Regions from separate parts of the Mus musculus genome. Here all the other regions are linked to region 2. The links are chromatin contacts, called in public promoter capture Hi-C maps. All regions are on one chromosome and are shown on one strand. The core of a region is the stretch at or near the end of the contact, and the rest is flanking DNA. Distances in the headings are between cores, read along the strand shown.

Evidence for each region. Promoter capture Hi-C pulls out the DNA fragments that hold promoters and counts their contacts.
Region 1: a contact with region 2 is called in a promoter capture Hi-C map of liver, with 9 times the contacts expected there. The contact joins the promoter of Snorc here to the promoter of Armc9 in region 2. A contact is called at or near these places in 1 of 39 promoter capture datasets (liver) and 1 of 9 other capture datasets (liver).
Region 3: a contact with region 2 is called in a promoter capture Hi-C map of liver, with 13 times the contacts expected there. The contact joins the promoter of Atg16l1 here to the promoter of Armc9 in region 2. A contact is called at or near these places in 2 of 39 promoter capture datasets (liver and pre-B cells), 2 of 115 datasets of contacts at active chromatin or transcription factors (astrocytes and thymic regulatory T cells) and 2 of 9 other capture datasets (adipose tissue and liver).

The regions. Positions count from the first base shown.
Region 1 is chr1:87,468,141-87,471,704 of GRCm38.p6, forward strand. It overlaps Snorc (secondary ossification center associated regulator of chondrocyte maturation), which reads left to right and starts at 2,061. Exons shown (of 3, transcript NM_028473.2): 1 at 2,061-2,271. The coding sequence starts at 2,199.
Region 2 is chr1:86,152,757-86,156,238 of GRCm38.p6, forward strand. It overlaps Armc9 (armadillo repeat containing 9), which reads left to right and starts at 2,024. Exons shown (of 25, transcript NM_030184.2): 1 at 2,024-2,087.
Region 3 is chr1:87,753,862-87,757,633 of GRCm38.p6, forward strand. It overlaps Atg16l1 (autophagy related 16-like 1 (S. cerevisiae)), which reads left to right and starts at 2,150. Exons shown (of 18, transcript NM_029846.4): 1 at 2,150-2,453. The coding sequence starts at 2,339. Gm33517 (predicted gene, 33517) reads right to left here and starts at 1,885. Exons shown (of 4, transcript NR_157047.1): 1 at 1,464-1,885.

The DNA.
Region 1 (3,564 bases), core at 811-3,310, 1.3 Mb after region 2:
CACATAGCCAAGAGACACTGGCATCCACAAGGGAGGATGTGCAAGAACATGGAAGCTATATTTGTAAGAACCCCAGTCTGGAAACATCCTGATTACTACGGATGCTCTGAGACACACTCTTAGGGCAGTATATGTCCCAGCACCAGAAGCAAAGATGCCCATCGGTGGGTGTGGGCTTGAGAGGAGCCATGCTGGCATGCCGAGCGTGGTTTTGGCTGATGGGGGCAGAGATTACACACATGTACATGGATACAAGAGTTCGCTGACCTGTACACAAAATTTCTGCACATTTTTTTTTTTTATGATTTGGATATGAAGTGTCATCCCAAAAGGCTCGTGTGTTGAAGGTATAGTCTCCAGCTGGTGGCACTATTGAGAAAAGATTGCATTATGTGTGTGGTAACTTCATTAGTGACTTAGCTGTTTCATCGATGGGTTCACAGCTGAAGGAAGCAGAACCTGGTTGGGAGTAGACCTCAGCATGCTTTTCAAAGTGTGTCTTGTCCCCAGCCAGGTGTGTCTCCCTGCCTTTCTTCCTCTGCTGTGAGAACCGCAGCCTCCCCTGTTCCCTGCCACCACTGTGATGCTCTGCCTCTCCGTAGGCTCAAGCAACAGGACAAGTTGACCAGGACCATAAAACCTGCAGCCATGAGCCAGAGTAAACTCTTTTAAAAAGTCATCTCTGGCACTTTGTCACAGCAACGAAAGGTTGATTCATGCACCTCGTGTGCATGCTTCTCTTCTGAAAATGAACACACAAGGGGGAGCGATATGAAAATTCATAAAAATGTAAGTGCTGTGAAGAACCTTAAAGTGACCCAACGACAGGACACAGGCTGACTGACCAAGCTCAGACCTGGAGAAACATGATGATGAGTGTAGCTACTACTTTCTAGGGAAGAAGATAGAGTGCAAAGGCCCTGGGGCAGGAGCCACGCTAGTATCCTGCAGGAGCCCTATTGTTGGGGCCAGCAGCTGGAACATAGGGAGAGAGCAGGAAAGCAGAGGGAAGACTGGCTAGGGAATTTGCCTTTTTGTTTGGAAAACTATGAAGTAGCAGAGCCTCAGGGGCTTAAGAGACTTGGGGAACTTGCAGGGTGAGCACACCTGTGTGTGTGTGTGTGTGTGTGTGTGTGTGTGTGTGTGTGTGTGCGCGCGTGTGTTGAAGTCCATCTGTGGGTGTAGGCAGAGGCTGAGGAGGCCAATGTGCTTGGTCAGACCTGTTGGGAAGGTAGTGAGCTGAACTCTGAGCCAAGCCCAGGCTTAAAGGTGAAACTGAGTCTCTGGATTAGTGGAGAGTGCCTACAAGAACAAGGGAGCCAGGGAGAAGGACTTGTGCATTGAGACCTTCCTGGAAGGGGCCTAGAGCGGCTGGCCAAGGGGCTTTAATAGAAAATGCCTCACAACCTTAGCTTTAGTAAGGGCCAGTGGAAGGGTCCTGAGCAGGGTCTCCCAGAGTCCTGAGCACAGTGGCTCAAGGCATTTGTTGTGCCTGGGTGAGGCTCCTGTCTTGGGAGGCTGGGAAAGTTTGTACTTTCACTAGTCCAGGAATATGTGTGTGTGTGTGTGTGTGTGTGTGTGAGAGAGAGAGAGAGAGAGAGAGAGAGAGAGAGAGAGACAGAGAGAGTGAGACAGAGAGACAGAGACAGAGAGACAGAGAAGAGAAAGAGGAGGGGAGCAGGGCAGAGACAGAGAGAGAGGAAAGGAACCCTCTCTCTCCCCTCCCCTCCCCTCCCCTCCCCTCCCCTTCTCTCCCTTTCTCTCCCCTTTTCTCTCCTCTCCTCTCCTCTCCTCTCCTCTCCTCTCCTCTCCTCTCCTCTCCTCTCCTCTCCTCTCCTCTCCTCTCCTCTCCTCTCCTCTCCTCTCCTCTCCTCTCCTCTCCTCTCCTCTCCTCTCCTCTCCAGGGTGGGGCTGTTTGGTAGTTCAGGACTGCAGGTCTGTCTGAGTGCGCTCTCTCTCTCTCTCTCTCTCTCTCTCTCTCTCTCTCTCTCTCTCTCTCTCTCTCTGTGTGTGTGTGTGTGTGTGTGTGTGTGTGTGTGTGCATGCGCGTGCATGTGTGAGGGGCGGGCACGGTGTCCCAGGAGGACAGAGTTTGCATTGATGAAAACCCTTCCCAGCTCTTTGAAGCCTCTTTCCCGCTGCCTGAGCCCAGCCGCCTAGTCCTCTGTGTCCCATAAGACTGCTCACTCCCTGCCAGGATGGCATCTTGTCTGGCCCTGCGCGTGGCGCTGCTGCTCATCTCTGGGGTCCTGGCCCCTGCGGTGCTCACAGGTAAGGGGCGCAGGCCCTCAGCTCTGCTGCTACCAACTTCTCAGGGCCAATAACTACCACTGGGACCAGATCCTCCAGTACCTATGGGGTACAAGCCCCTCACACAAGGTGGGATTCCCAGCTGTGGTGATTCTGGGAGACTCCCACAATGCTGGCTGGTAGAAACCGAGTAAGATGATGTATGTTAGCAGCAGGATGGGTGGCCATTGAAAAAGACTTGGGTATCAGGGTCTGGTACATTTGGCTGTCTGATGTTCTTGGGGTAATACTTTGCCGCTAGAACACCTGGAGACTTCTGGACCTGGGAGGCTGGAGGACTCATCAGACATAAGGCAAAGGGCTAAAGGCCAGAGACCCTCTGGGCAGAAAACCCAGAGACTCATGATTCCTTTAAATTCTGCAAACCCTTTCCTTCTGACTTACGACCTAGGTGCTGTCCCCATAGAGATAAATATTTCTTAGAGTCTTTTGCAGGATAGTGAGGAAACTGGACTGAGCCCTAGGTGGCCTCTCTGGGGTCTGAAAAAAACACTGCATGGCAGGCCTGCTCTGGGTCTGCTTCAGAGCAGGGACATAGGCACAGATAGGCTTTGATTATGAGAAAATAAATCTCGCGCAGTTGTTCAGTAGTCTGCAGAAAGGCCTCTGGGTTCCCTGGTTGTCTTACAACATTGCTGCCTGAACTTTAGGGGTGTCTGTGTGTCTACAAAGGAAAGAAGTCACCTCTGTGGTAGAAGCATAGCCTCGGAACTCGCGGCCACACCCCAGGATGGTGACGGTGGTCTGTGGGCCGTTCTACCTCCCCTCAACACCCCAGGAAATAGCTAAAGACCTGACTCTGCCCAGCCTGGCTCATACCTCTCTTGGCCATTTCCTAATCTGTAGAAGGTGGCACCCACTACGCTGCCTCCCTCATAGTGGGATGCTAAGGCCTCACCAGGGCTCAATGCAGGGCTCTGAGGATGGCCAAATGTCCAGTCAACACTCAGTGTTCAGAGTGTGAGCAGGGTTCAAAGCCCGAATGGATTTTGGGGAGAACCATCTCTTCTCATATGTTGGGACACACCCAGCTTCTGGAGTGGGAGCTGTGCTCGGTAATGTAGCCTGAAGTACCCCTGAGTTAGGACTTACAGTGGGAGGAGGCATTTTCTATTGCCTAGGACTTGGAGCTGAGACCCACACCGCTTCCTGCCACAGTGAGGCTGTTGCCTGGCAGGACCCTGCAGCTGGAGCCTTCCTAGTGGCTCCTGTCCAGGTTTCTGTTAGGTTTCTTCCAACCTAAGCCTCTAGCCA
Region 2 (3,482 bases), core at 774-3,273:
ATGCTTGTGCAGTGCTTGTGGTGCCCAGAAGAGGGCATCAGCTTCCCAGAAACTGGAGTGACAGTGAGCCATCAGAAAGTTATGAGAATGGAATCTGGGTCCTCTGGAAGCTTTTAACAACTGAGTCATCTCTCTATCCCTAAATTTTATTTTATTTATATACTAGTATGTTCATTTGGCTTGCATGTCTGTTTTCATACCTAGTGCATGCAGTACCCTTGGAGGCCAGAAGAAGGTATCAGATATCCTGAAACTTTAAGTGCAGATGGTTGTAAGCTTCGATGTAGGTGCTGGAAATCGAACCCTTGTCCTCCGGAAGTGCTCTTAACAAGCTATCTCTTTAGCCCCAGAGGGCTCTACATCATGTAGTCCATTCTGTCAAAGACACAACCTGGACAGTTAAGAAGATCACACACACACACACACACACACACACACACACACCCCACACTCCCGCCGCCACCCCAAGTGATTGCAATAGGGAGAGTCATGGCTCCATCTAAGACCTGCTTAGAGGAAGGGTGGGATGATTTTTGGTTGGGATGCTTTAACCCTCAAGTAGAAGACCCAGAAATGTTTATTCCTGACTGGTTTCAGGGAGTGAGTTTTGTTTCTAAATTTTACTAATCAACTAGGAGACACAGAATGGGTGTTGCCATGGGTAAACAAGAGGACCAGCTGCTAGCTGGGAATTGAGTTGCATGGGATTCATGAGGAAGAGTGGACAGTTTTATGGGTCCTTCCCAGAACACAAAAGATGAGTTATTTGGGGAAACAAGGGTGTTGACTGCAGCAGTTTTGCAGGTGCACAGAATTCTGGAAAAGCACAACAGTGTTCACCTATAAAACACAGAGCCCGCCTGTTATTCATCCTGGAGACACAGGAATCAATCAGAGCACCTATGTGACTCACTTAGAATGATGCTGGGCACAAATATGGCGTATTCAGCAAATAAAAATTATCCGAAATGTAAATAAAATTGGCTGTTCTATATTTCATCTGATAACACTTGGCACACAGTTAACTGAGAATACTTCTAGGGGAAATTATTTTCAAGCTATATTACCTGGACAGGACATAGGACATAGTACTCTCTTCCTAAATATAGCCTTAGTTAGAAGACATCCTAACTCAAAGAGCATTGACAGAGCAGAGAGCTCAGGAGACAGGGCCTCTGCCCATCCTAGAGCAGCTGCTTCTTCTTTCTTCCTCCTCCTCCTCCTTTTTCCTCTTCCTCCTCCTCCTTCTTCAAAGGCGAGGGCACCTCCCTTCTCAAGTCCTCTGGACAGCCTTGGGAGGCTCCCACCTCTTTTTTTCTGTATAGCCCTGGCTGTCCTGGAACTCACTCTGTAGACCAGGCTGGCCTTGAACTCAGAAATCCGCCTGCCTCTGCCTCCCAAGTGCTGGGATTAAAGGTGTGCGCCACCACGCCCCGCGCAGCTCCCACGTTTTGAAGGCCTGGAAAGTGGTACTATAGAGACTTCTACCACAAAGCCTCAGCACTCCGAGGGGAAGGGAAGGGTTTTCTCTGGCCTTAAGCACTGACTTTGGACCAGAGATTAAAGAGTAGTAGCTCTGAATACACGCAGGGCAGTGGGCTGGCCAGAATTCTGAGTAGTATTTAATGCACGCTCCTTTACTAAATAAATAGGCCCTGGAATCAAACTCCCTTCGTCCGGCTTGGAGGAAAGCGCCTTTAGCTCTAAGCCATCTCGCTGGCCTCCGAATCTGTTTTGTTTTACAAACCTAAATTCATACGGGAAAGACAAAAGTGTCTCTAATACTTCCCGGAAGACTCTGTCGTAGGTGAAAGTGTGGTGCTCGGATCTTACATAGGCAGATCTGAGTTATCGTTCGTCTGCAGTCTAGACTAAAGTCACCCGCACGCCACACGCCTGTACGGCCTCACTTCCGGTACTCACCACGTATGGTACCTCCCACTCTCCCTCCCAGGATGCTCCACGTCGTCTTCGCCCAGCAAGATTGGCCGAGTCGCCTCACGTGACTTCGGCTAGCGGTAGCGGTTGCCCGGGTGACGGCCGGCGAGCTGGCGGTCTGGAGGAGTGAGCGCAGAGCCCTGCAGCAGGTAAGCGCGGCCCTCCTTGCGACTGCACCCTTGACACAGCCCTGGGATCATTGCATGGAGGGCTCGCCTTGTCGGACCCGGTTCCTTCCTGGCCAGGGCCCGAGGCGGCCGCTTGAGCATCCCATTGCTTCCCCCCAGGAGCCCCCGACTCCGCTGCGCTGCGGTGGGGTGGACTTGGAGTGGCCCCGGGCCTTCTCGCTGAGCATCTGCAGCAGGATCTCGTGGCCTGGGGCATTTAGCGCTCTCTCTCTCTCTCTCTCTCTCTCTCTCTCTCTCTCTCTCTCTCTCTCTCTCTCTCTCTCTCTTTCTCTCTCTCTTTCTCCCCCGCCCCCATAGTTTATTAGTAGTCTTCCTTCCCAGCGCCCAGGACACTCTCAGACTTCACTGAATCTAAGTGGAAGCATGTTATTTGCAGGACAAATTCATCTTCTCCTTATCCAGCCAGCTGTAGGCCTGAATCTCTCGCTGATGGAGAGATGGCATCGTCACCGCATGCAAAACACTACAAACAGTTTACTTCTTTCTTCACAAGGTAGATCCTTAGCCCAGAGGTTGTTTGGTCTAAGTTAACTGAGCTAAGGAGACAGGACATCCATCCAACACAGAGGGTTCAAGGGTTGCTTTGAACTCACAAGAGATATACACTTGCTGACCAAGCCTGATGACTTGGAACGCCAGGAACCACACTTCGGAAGGAGAGGCCCAACTCCTGCACATTCTCCTGAAATATCAGCATAGATTTAATCCTAGCTCTGGAGAGACTGTGAGTTTGCCCATGAGATGGGAAACTGTGCTAGTTAGGGTTTCTCTTGCTGTGATGAAGTAGTATGACCAGGAACAGCATAGGGGAAGAAAGGGTTTATTTTGCTTAAGATTCCACATCTTTGTTCATCAAAGGAAGTGAGGCAGGACAGGATCCCGGTTGTGTGAGCCGATATGGATGCTAAGGCCATGGAGGAGTGCTGCTAACTAACTGGCTGTCATCTTATGTACATCCTTATAGCCTCCATGAACTCAGAATTCCTGGTACCCTGACACGTTGCCTTAGTCAGTGTGGTTCCTACCGTCCCCTTTCTTCAAACCATTACTCTGTTTCTAATGAGATGGTGACCTGGGATTCCCTGAATCCCTTTCCATCCAGCTCCAGGCCTGTCTGAACCAGGCTGTCTAACAGGCATCTTGGGGCTTAACGCCACACACAATGCTTGCCTTGAGTTATGAAGGGGATTCTGATGCAGGAGCATCAGTGAGAGGACATTGAAGTCAACCAGTGGGGAGTTCCTCTGGGAATCCACAGCACAGACGACTGGAGAGTAATGGGCCAGAAGAGGTGTTTTCCCAAGTCTCTCTGGGTGGGTACCTTTAAGCAGAGACCTAACAAGATGTAGATGTTTG
Region 3 (3,772 bases), core at 900-3,399, 1.6 Mb after region 2:
TTAAAAATGGGGTACAGAGTTAAAGAATTCTCACCTGAGGAATACCGAATGGCTGAGAAGCACCTGAAAAAAAGTTCAACATCCTTAATCATCAGGGAAATGCAAATCAAAACATCCCTGAGATTCCACCTCACACCAGTCAGAATGGCTAAGATCAAAAATTCAGGTGACAGCAGATGCTGGGGAGGATGTGAAGAAAGAGGAACATTCCTCCATTGCTGGTGGGATTGCAAGCTTGTACAACCACTCTGGAAGTCAGTCTGGCGGTTCCTCAGAAAATTGGACATAATACTACCAGAAGATCCAGCAATACCTCTCCTGGGCATATACCCAGAAGATGTTCCAACTGGTAATAAGAACACATGCTCCACTATGTTCATAGCAGCCTTATTTATAATAGCCAGAAGCTGGAAAGAACCCAGATGTCCCTCAACAGAGGAATGTATACAGAAAATGTGATAATTTACACAATGGAGTACTACTCAGCTATTAAAAACAATGAATTTATGAAATTCTTGGATAAATGGATGTATCTGGAGGATATCATCCTGAGTGAAGTAACCCAATCACTATAGAACACACATGATATGCACTCACTGATAAGGGGATATTAGCCCAGAAACTTAGAATACCCAAGATACAATTTGCAAAACACAAGAAAATCAAGAAGAGGGAAGACCAACAGGTGGATACTTCATTCCTCCTTAAAATAGGGAACAAAATATCCATGAAAGGAGTTACAGAGACAAAGTTTGGAGCTAAAAGGATGGACTATCCAGAGACTACCCCACCTGGGGATCCATCCCATAATCAGCCACCAAACTCAGACACTATTGCACACACTAGCAAGATTTTGCTGAAGGGACCTTGGTATAACTGTCTTCCTGGCAAATACAGAAGTGGATGCTCACAGTCATCTATAAGATGGATCACAGGGCCCCCAGTGGAGAAGCTAGAGAGAGCATACAAGGAGCTGAAGGGGTTTGCAACCCTATAGGTGGAACAACAATATGAACTAACCAGTACCCCCAGAGTTTGTATCTCTAGCTGCATATGTAGCAGAAGATGGCCTAGTCGGCCATCACTGGGAAGAGAGGCCCCTTGGTATTGCAAACTTTATTTGCCCCAATTCAGGGGAATGCCAGGGCCAAGAAGTGGGAGTGGGTGGGTATGGGAGCAGGGCGGGGGGAGGGTATAGGGAACTTTCCGGATAGCATTTGAAATGTATATAAAGAAAAATTGTGAATCTCAAAAAAAAAAAAAAAGTGATAATAATACTACCCAAGGCTCCACGGCGAGTGTGTGTGTGTGAGTATGTGTGTGTATGAGTTTACAGTCTGCATTCCTCCAGCCTCAACCTGTGGGCTTTTCTGGAAAACCAGAAGTACCCTAAAAGGTTGAACCAATCTTCCTTGTTTTGAGAGAGAAATGGGTGGCCTTACTCCATGAATTATGCTACTCACCTCCTTTTCATTAAGAAAAAAAAATAAATCCCCAACAAAGATATCTTTTAAAAAAAAATCCACTCCTCTCTTTGGCGTGTTTACTTTGCTAAATTTCTCTTTAAACTGTGTCTCTCAATTGATTCATATCCTTTGAGAGCGTAGTAACCAAAAGACCAAAAAGATGGTTTGAGTCTAGGTGTTTGAGATCAGCCTTGAAGGCACACACAGGCATGAGCTAAAATTCAGTTTGCGTAGGTCTTGGAGGGACGCAGTTGTCTATGTGAAGACAGTTTTGCCATGCAGCAGAGAGAAATTACATTTCACGGCTTTTCACCTTCCGGTTAAATACCATTACTACCCCCATTTTACAGGTTAGGCACCTAATACTTAGGGAGGTTGTCACTCAACGACAATCATTCACTATACACAGGGGAGCTCCCACTTCTGAGCTGAAATTAAAAAAAAAAAAAAAAAAAAAAAAAAAAAGATGCACACACAATGTAAAAGGAGGAAGGAAACAGACACCCCCGGACAAAACCACCCCATTTCCTGTCTTCTTCCGCGAAGCCAGGGTGCCTCCCAGCGGCTGCCTCTCATCACCGACGCTTCCGGCTTCAAGGTTGCGTCATTTGAGAGCGTCCCGCGAAGTCTCGGCCGGGAGCTTGCGCGCGGCCTAGGACGTCGGGCTACGAGGCGGGCCTTCCGGCCTTCTCCAGAATAATTTCCGGCAGAGACCGGAAAATCTTCCCGGATCGCCTCCGGGTGCCCTGTGTGGGAAGGTGAGGTTCCGGCGGCCGGCTTCTGTTCGCTGGCGGCTGGCAGCACGCTGCAGCCTGCAGCCCCCCAGTGTCGGCACGGATCGGCCGCCCTGAGGCGCCGGGGCAGCGTTCGGCATGTCGTCGGGCCTGCGCGCCGCAGACTTTCCCCGCTGGAAGCGTCACATCGCGGAGGAACTGAGGCGCCGGGACCGACTGCAGAGGCAGGCGTTCGAGGAGATCATTCTGCAGTGTGAGCGGCACGCGCGGGCCCGGGGCGGGGAGTGGAACGCGCCGTGGCAGCGAGAACCCCGGCTCCGCCCGCGCGCATGGCGGCCTCGTCGGGGACCTGGCGTCCCGCACGTCTCGAGCCCTTTCGTTGCTTACCTTCCTTCTTTGGCTTAAACCTTAGGCGCGATCATGGAGGGTTCCCCTTTTCCAGGTTCTTTCCACAGACATCGTTTGCAGTTGTAAATCTCGATAACCCAGGCGGCGCCGATGCACTTAGGTAGTCAGGCTCCAAAAACGTCGTGTTTAAGGAATCGAGTTCAAGACAGAGATTGACTTTACGCATTAACTCGAGAGATGGACGTTCTCTTCGGAATGCTGTGGAACTAGTGGTTTTTGACTTCTCAGGCCTCTCCATATTGTTGGTACACATTTGAGTTTTAGGATTTGTCCACTGGGTCATTTGCTATTATTGAAAGCCTTAAGTGAGAAAAAAAGAGTGGTCTCTTCGCCGCTCTTTGCGAATTTTAAGGATCGAAAGTATCTTGTATTCTTAAGGCGGGTTCTCAACGATCATTTTCGTGCCTCGTGTTCCCAATTTAGCCAATCTGTTTCACATTTGAACGAATGCGTTGACACTCCTCGATCCTGAGGTTCCATCTGCTTCCTGAGATAGCCTGGGCATAGTCTTCCTAAGTTTTTGCGGGTAGTGGGATTTGAAATCGTAGTACTGCTATTTGCATTCTGATGGGGATAAATCAGTAGTTATTTACACGTTAGAATCATCTGGGGATGTACTTGACAATCAAAAACACTCCAGACTAATTAAGTCAGTATAAATGACAGAAGATAAAATAGTCCCATACTTTTTTTATGCTTCCTGAGTGGTTCGATTTGCACACACGTTTGAGCATTTTAAGTAATTGGCATGTATTGTTTCATGTTAAATTTTTATGAAGCACCAAGGCCAACGATGATGAAGTTGCAGTATGGGTTAATGTTGGGGCTGAGGTTAGACATTGGTTTTAAGACACTTGTGCATTTGCCTTTGTTGGCTCTCCTGAGGAATGGCTCTTTCTCAGCACTTAGCCCTTTAAAAGGAGAGCAGGAAAGGGACGCTGTCTCTGGTGTGTTGCTTCCTTGCACTCTGGGAGAGCAATGGCTATTAATGTAGCCCAGGAATCTGTTTACACGTTTTATGGGTTCCGTTCTTGTTTCTCTTTAAAAGATAATGTAGTTAAAATCTGACAGATTGGGTCAGAGATCTCACTAGGTCCTTACAGACATTTCTAGTTTGGTGCATCTTTAAAATGGGAGTGAAGATATGCCCTGCCTGCTTCATAA